2 separate regions of the Sus scrofa genome follow, and region 1 is linked to region 2. Evidence: chromatin contacts called from public promoter capture Hi-C data. All regions are on one chromosome and are shown on one strand. The core of a region is the stretch at or near the end of the contact, and the rest is flanking DNA. Distances in the headings are between cores, read along the strand shown.

Region 1 (4,003 bases), core at 164-2,663, 610 kb after region 2:
AAAATATTATCTTTTCTAGGAGTTCCCATTGTGGCACAGTGGAAACAACCAATTAGTAACCAGGAGGTTGCAGGTTCAATCCCTGGCCGCACTCAGTGGGTAAAGGATCCAGAGTTGGTGTGAGCTGTGGTAAAGGGCACAGACATGGCTCAGGTCCTGTGTTGCTGCAGCTGTGGCATAGGCTGGCTTCAACCCCTAGGGTGGGAACCTCCATATGCTGCAGGTGCAGCCCTAAAAAGAAAAAAAAGTAAAATTATCTTTTCTAATCCATAAAAATGGGATATCTTTCTATTCCTTTCCTACCCCATCCATGTAGACTTTCCTTAAAGCCTTGGCTGTACCTTGGCTGTGTCTTCAGTTAGTGTTCAGTGAGACGTGCTCCACGTGTAGGTGTTTTGTTGTTTTCGGGGGGAGGCGAGCTCCGTGTCCTCCTACCCGCCATCATCACTTCAACCTGTAGCCATCACTTTCTGGATGACTTCCTTCAGGCCCCTCATGAACAATCTTGGATTGATCACTGGCTTGAATGTCTAGTCACTCACATTCACTGGGCAGACTTCTTTTAAAATGTCTTTTCTTCACCTGAACATGTACATGAGGTATTCATTGAGCACCTTTGCAGTGCACTGTTCTTCAGTGAGCACCGAGGGAGACAGACACCAAAGGTAACGGCGTAATTCCCTCTCTAAATCTGCTTTCACTCTACAGAGTCATCTCTGAGCAAGGTGGAACATTACTCCGTCGTGGGATCCTTGGAAATGAAAGCCCAGTTGTATATCTTCTTGCATAGGAGACAGAGAGGCATCTTTTACTGTCTGTGCTGATGCCTCGCACTGAACTGCAACTTTAGGATGGAAAAAATAAAAAAGGCCATCACAGAAGAACAGAGAACCCTTCCACCAAAAAAATTAAAGTGACAATTAAAAAATAAAAATACCTCTTTACTATCTCAGAAGGAAATCAGAAACTGAAGACCAGGGCTGAAGTACCTTTGTAAACCTAATATTCCCTGATGTTTATTTTCTTTCCCTCTCTGAACATCCCAAAAGGGATTAGCCCCCAAACCCTAAAGCTGAAGAAATCCTGTGCACTGGCAAGAAAGGGGACGCTTGCCATGCTCTACTCCAATGCCATGGCAGCCTGGAGGAAGGGAAACCCCAAGAAGCGAGGGCAGGTCTGCCGCAAGGAAGCAAGAAGCAGGCCAGACTCAATGGGCTGTGCCACTGCAAGGCCATCTGAGCTTCTCTGACAAGGGGACATGAGGCATTATCGTTTAACACAATTAAAGCAGCATATTAGTTACTGTCTCTATTTTCTCACTTCTTTATTATTCTATAGCCTTTGTTTATACTCTTTAAAAATGACCAAGTCAACAGTGAAAAAAGTCAACCGTGGCCAAAGTCAACAATGACTTGCAAAATAAAACAGACTCTCTTCAGGGCCTTCTTGCTTGGCCTCTCTCCAACTTCTGATAAATCAAGCCTTCCTTTCTTCTTGAAACCTTCACAAAACCATTTGCTCTATACTTCGTTTATTAATTAATTTCCTTCTCATTTGTTGCTGGCTCTTCCTTTTCTGCCTGCCTGTTAGATGTTGGCATTCCCTCAAGTTCCATACTTGGCGCTCCTTTATTCTCATGCTCCACATTTTTCTAGGAAATCTCTTCGTTCCCATGGACTTGACTTATTCCCATACACGCAATGGCTTTCGAATGTCTGTCTCCATCCCCAGTTTCTCCTCTGAGCTCCAGGTCCCATCTAACTGTAGCAGAGAGGTCTCCACCTGGATATTCCATTTTAAATACAACTTGCCAAAAACTGGGCTCCTTATTCTTCCCTAAAACTTGTTACTAGTCTTCCTATATTCCCTGCTCTTGGTGAAAGGACATGTCAGACATCACCTAAACTCTAAAATTGAAAATTCCTTAGATCCTTCCCTCTCTCATCCTCCCTGTCTCATCGATGAGCAAATCCCACTGACTGTACCTCGCTCTCTCTCATTGGTCCATTTTTCTCCAACCTCCTTGCTTCATCCAAGTCCTCATCACCTTGATCCTGATTTTCTTTAATCGTCCATCATGTAAAACACTGCCTGGCTCTGTAGTCCTTGTTGAATGAAAGAGATGGATCATTTTCTAACAGGTTTTCCTATTTCCAGTTTTACTCCACTGTGATGCATATTCTTCACTGCAAGCAGAATGTTTCTAAACCCCAAATCTAATCCTGTTTCCTCTCTGCTTATAAGCTTTCTGGTTTTCACTCTTTGGGTATTTAAAATACCCAAAGTACGTAAATACATCCATGGAACCCTATCGCCTAAAAGGTAGAACAAATTCTCCCCAGCACCATCTACAAGCTCTCCAAAATAAAACCCCTTCATGCATTTCTGACAGAATCTCTCACTGTATCTTCAACTCTTCATCTGTCTCTACTTACAGCTTACTTTCCCTGAGTATACCAGAGTAACCCATACCAAGCAGGATCTTTGTTTGCTGCAGCCACAACCTTTCCCTCTCAACCCTGTCCATCTGTTCTTAACAGGAACTGCCTTCAGGACAAACTATTTTACCAAACCCTAATCTATTGGGATTTTATCAGATCCTAACCAACCTGGAAGAAGGAAAACACCCAACTCTAGTCTGCTCTTGTCTTCCACGTGAACAGAAGAAAAATACTCAACTACTCAACTCTACTACCCCCATACACACACACACACACACACACACACACACACACACACACACACGTCATTCTATACTAAATAAAAGGGTTGGGGAAAAAACAGACACATTTGTGCAGTTCATATCACAGGGGCATAGGCTCACTGAAAGACTGAGACACAATCATAAAACTAAAGAACACTTTCCTTCTCCCAACATCTTATACTGAAGTTCCTTTTACCCACCATGTCCATTTTTCAAGAAAAAAATTACAAGGTATATACTAAAAGTCAAAAAAAAAAAAAAAAAAGACCCACAGAGAAAGCAGCAGACCCAGATATGGCAGGAATATAGAAATTATCAAATTGGGAATCTAAAACAACTATAGTTAATACAGTAAGAGGTTTTTGTTTTTTGTTTTTTTTTCTTTTTACAGCTGCACCTGTGGCATATGAAAGTTCCCAGGCTAGGGGTCGAATCAGAGCTGTGGCCTCCAGCCAAAGCCACAACCACCAGCAACACCAGATCAGGTCCGAGCCACATCTGCAACCTACACTGTAGCTTGCAGCAATGTCAGATCCTTAACCCACTGAGCAAGGGCAGGGATTGAACCCACATCCTCATATATACTAGTCAAGTTCTTAACCTGCTGAGTCACAAAGAGAACTTCTATACTAAGAGTTTTAACAGAAAAAACAGACAACATTGAAGAACAGATGGATAATGTAGGTAGAGATAAGGAAATTCTAAGAATCAAAAAGAAATGCTAGAGCTCAAAACAGCAATGTCAGAGAAATAAAGAATGCTTATCAGTAGACCGCATACAGCCGAGGAAAGAATCTCGGAGCTTGAGAATCTGTCAATAAAAACTTCTAAACTTGAAAAGCAAACAGAAAGAAAAAGACCAAAGGGGAAAAAATACAGAATGGTGTACCCAAGAACTGTGGGACAACTACAAAATGTGTGACATACAGGTAATGAGATGACCAGAAGGAAAAGGGTAGAAGCAATCTCTGATTCAGTAATGACTAAGAATTCCCAAAATTAATGTCAGACATCAAACCAAAAATCCAGGAGCTCAGAGAATCCCAAGTAGGATAAATGCCCTCAAAATATACCCATGTATATCTATTCAAACTGCAGAAAATCAAAGATAAAGAAAAAAATTGAAAGAAGCAGTGGGGGTGAGGGTAGGAAATACCTAATATATAGAGAAATAACGATAAGAAATACTTGTAACTTCTCCTAGAAACCATGCAAGCAAGAAGAGAATAGAGGAAAATGTTTAAAGTGTTGACGGGGAAAAAAACACTAAAATTCTGTATCCTATGAAATTATCCTTCA
Region 2 (3,730 bases), core at 860-3,359:
CGCAGACCCCGTGAGGTACCTACCGTTCATTACACTGGTGTGACGGTGGTTCAAGATTGCTGATTTTTTAAGTGTTGTTTTAGGTCTTTTAATCTCCTCAAGTGTGCTGCTAAAAATCATAGCATTCAAAGCAGTGCCCCCCCATGCATTCTGAGAACCACCGTAGTGGTGTATTTAAAATTAAAACGGAAGATATCTCCTTGTTCTTTTTTCTTATCAGGTACCCTACCACGGCTTAATACGTCTCATCTCAAATGAATATCATCTGTTTCATTTTTATCCAAGCGCCGGAGCATGAGTGTTCATTAAAGTCTGCGAAATTTTATTAACTCTCTCTGTCAGTCCTCCCCCCACCCCCTCTTCTTTATCTTCCTTTCACAAGTAGGATTATGAGGTTGCTTGATGAGTTTTTAATATTGTCATGGAAACTCCCCCCTTGGGCATGTTTGTACAGTAGATAACATAACCTTCAGAGCCTTGTTCGAATGAATTTATTCAAATGAAGCGGGCAGACACCAAACCAGCTCAGCATCAATACATTTCAAAGTTCTCATCTCCGCTGTTTGTTCGATCACTTGTAATAGAACAAAGAACCACTAGACGGAGCTAGGGTTTAAGAAATCACAGCTCTGAGCTGGGGGACTGATGTGATGGGTAGAATGTCATCTTAGGGAAGACGTGTCTCATTACGTTGATTTCAAAGCCCACACAAGCCTTCCCTCACTCTGCGAACAGCCGTCATCTGTTTACTTTGTGTCTCCGCAAGATGACAAAGGGTGATGTCTGTAATGGCCCAATTTATTTAGTCTCTCTAAGGATGACGTTTGACTTTGGTGCAGTGCTTTACAATTTACAGTGCTGTTGCCTGCATAATTACATTTGATCTTCCCAGCAACTCAGAGAGATTGCTAGGCAAGAATTAGTTCCTGTATTTTGGAGATTAATAAACAGACTGGGTATCTGCAGTGCCTTGGATGCGTCAGGATGGTTAACCCGGACCATTGAGATTGCCCAGTTTTCTTCCTTTTGCATTCCTGGGTCCGACTGTTGATTGACCCCACCTGGAAATAACTAGAAAACTATCACCGCCTTCCTTTTTAGTCTCTGGTCACACCCTCTGGGGATACATAGAAAAAAGACAGAAAAAAGCCTATGTGCAGGAAGAAATCTCCCAAGATAGGCAACAAAGAAGAGTTATTTGAGCTCCCGCCCAGAAACCTTGGGCGGATGCGATTCTCCTTATTCCACGAGGCAGGTGTGAGGAGCAGAGAGTCATCCTATGCAGGGGACCTGCAAAGCTGTGCTTCTTAATTGATGCCAAATGCCCGGGCAAGCTGCCCTAAAGCACTTGCCCTCAGAGACCAGCACCCGGTTTAGATGTTTCGCAGACAGTTTGTTCCTGCTTCCTGACCTAACACACTGATAATTAACATGTTGTGCTTCAGGTAAAAAAAAAAAAAAAAAACAACCCTTTCTGTACACATGACATGTATTTTCTTGGCCTTTTGGTAAACATTTTGCTGGATAAGAGAGGAAATCAGATCAGTGGGCCAGGAAGTTTGTCAGAGGCTCGGAAGCTGCGTTTTTGCTTGTGGTTAGCTTTAGAAACAACCCGAGACAGCTCTCCTGGAGCTCACTCAGTCACTCTGCAAGTCTGACCGCTTTCAGTATTTCGACGGTCAAACACTGGCTTCAGCATCCAGGTAGGCAACTTTCACAGCTGAGGCTAAGACACCCTAGTGGCCAGCGGGAAGATCGCTGCAAGCGCCTCCGAGGTCCCAAGGGCTCTGGCCTGAAACAGAGCAAAGGAGGAGGGACAGCATCCCGCTCCCGCCGGACTCCGCGCGCCCGGCCATCCAGCCCGAGGCGCGTCCTGAACCCGCCTCCCGGCTGCGGCCAGACGGTGGCGCTGCCCCTCCAGCCTTGGCCCACCGCCGCCCTCGGCTTCCCGGCGTCGTCGGCCCGAGCGTCCCGCTCGGTCTCCCGCAGGCCGGCGGGGGACGCGCGCCCGGTAGGGGGCGCCGCGGGCCCGGGCGCGGTGGCTCCCTCCGCCCACCCGGAGGCGGCTGCGGCGCGGCGAGCCCGCGCGAGTGCACTGCGAGGCGGGCCGCGGGGAGGGAGGCGCGAAGAGGGCTCGAGGGTGGAAGCCGGAGGGAGCCGCCGCCCCTGGCCGCCCGGGTCCCCGGGGGGCGCATGGGGCGCTCCGAGCCGGGATCGCACGCGGGCCCCGCGCCCAGCTTCCTGTTGCCGTGAGAAGCCGCACCGGGACGCCCCAGACCCTGAGGTGCCGGGAGGATGACCATGGCCGGGGGCAGGAAGGGACTGGTGGCCCCGCAGAACACATTTCTGGAGAATATTGTCCGGCGGTCCAATGGTAAGAGGAGCGTTCGGATTCGCTACCCCGGCGTTTTATCCGTGCCTTTTATCGCAGACGCCTCTGGCCGCTCGGCGCCAGCAGATGCAGCAGAACCCGGGGCTCTGCCGGGGGTCGCGGCGCGGGCGCCGGGGGCTGCCTCCTGGAGGCTGGGAAAGGTGGGCAGGGCAGGGCGGGTCTGATGAGCCCCCATCCAAGAGGAGAGCTCTCCTGGGGACGCTCTTTGGGCCTTTCTCGCGCCTTCTCGGTCTCATCTCCAGGGAGTGTGACAGCTGATGAGCAAAGTACTGGGAAAAGTGATGGGGAAGCTGGAAGCAGCAGGAACGGCAGCGCGTTCCCCGTCGGTGCTCCCCGCTCCTCCGCGAAGGCTCTTAGGGTTCTCTGGCCTCTCCCCACCGCGCCACCGCTCCCCCGAGAGAGCCCCAGTAGAGACCGGCAACTCCGAGTCTCAGCCCGGAGTGGAGGGATTGCAGCTGCTTCCACCTTCCATCCCGCAGCTCCAAAGTCCGAAGTGGAGGGACGTGGGGATCTAGGGACGTGCTGCAGGCTGCCTGATTCCACCTCCTCACCCACCCACCTCTTCGGGGTTAAGACTCCAGAGGGGCAGAGTTTCCTGGACCCAGGTGGAAAGTGGAAGAGCACAGGTGCAGAGCTGGCCAGGTGGTCACAGATACAAACCTGTCATCTTTCCTCTCTTCCGAACCACAGAGGTGTTTTATGTCTGTAACTGTTGTTCACCTACGTATTCCCAAACTTACCGAACCTGTAAATCTATCCATTACACAATAGACCAGTGCTCCCAGCTCCTCTCTTTCCCAGTGGCATTAGGAACGGTTGAAGCGGTGGGAGGCGACAGTCCTAGAAGCAGGGATGGAATGGACACATTTCAAGCGCCTTTGGTACCCACAGCCACGCTTTCCCCGCTAAAGCACTTGCAGAGCAAACAGGAGTCCAGCAGTTGGAAGATGCCGTGCACACTCCTTTATCCAACCGCTAAAATGCCAGTTGTAGGCTCCTGGACTCCTCTCCTTCCAGAGACAGATAGCATTCTATTAGGAGGGGATGAAGAGCCAATTCAGGAAATGGGTTTTAAAAATGTGTAAATATCACCATTACAGAGCCTTAAGGAGCTTGGGTTAAAACAATGGGCTTCTATTTCCATTTAGTTACAGATTCAGGGCAAGGGCGTGAAAGTGACTTTGGCTGCTAGGACACACTCTTTAATTAAAAAGTGATTTAACTTTATCTTGTAATAATAAAAAAACTTACCAACTCAGATAGCAAATCATCATGTATTATTCACGTACTTTTTAGAAATGATCATTTGTCACGTGCTTCTTGAAGAATCTCTGGTCA

Evidence for each region. Promoter capture Hi-C pulls out the DNA fragments that hold promoters and counts their contacts.
Region 1: a promoter capture Hi-C map of liver shows a contact between it and region 2, with 13 times the contacts expected there. The contact joins the enhancer-like site here to the promoter of KCNH1 in region 2. A contact is called at or near these places in 1 of 5 promoter capture datasets (liver) and 8 of 47 Hi-C or Micro-C datasets (embryonic fibroblasts, fetal heart ventricle, fetal skeletal muscle and 4 more).

Annotation. Positions count from the first base shown.
Region 1 is chr9:132,566,663-132,570,665 of Sscrofa11.1, forward strand. The region is part of intron 7 of HHAT (protein-cysteine N-palmitoyltransferase HHAT); the gene reads right to left. Among named protein-coding and RNA genes, the nearest start is that of HHAT, 99 kb to the right of the region's middle. Within about 2 kb of position 1,414, at least 3 of the 83 cell types and tissues checked have an H3K27ac peak or open chromatin away from gene starts, as enhancers often do. A contact at or near this core is called in liver, where this site is marked.
Region 2 is chr9:131,958,457-131,962,186 of Sscrofa11.1, forward strand. KCNH1 (potassium voltage-gated channel subfamily H member 1) reads left to right here and starts at 2,110. Exons shown (of 12, transcript XM_021063876.1): 1 at 2,110-2,374. The coding sequence starts at 2,296.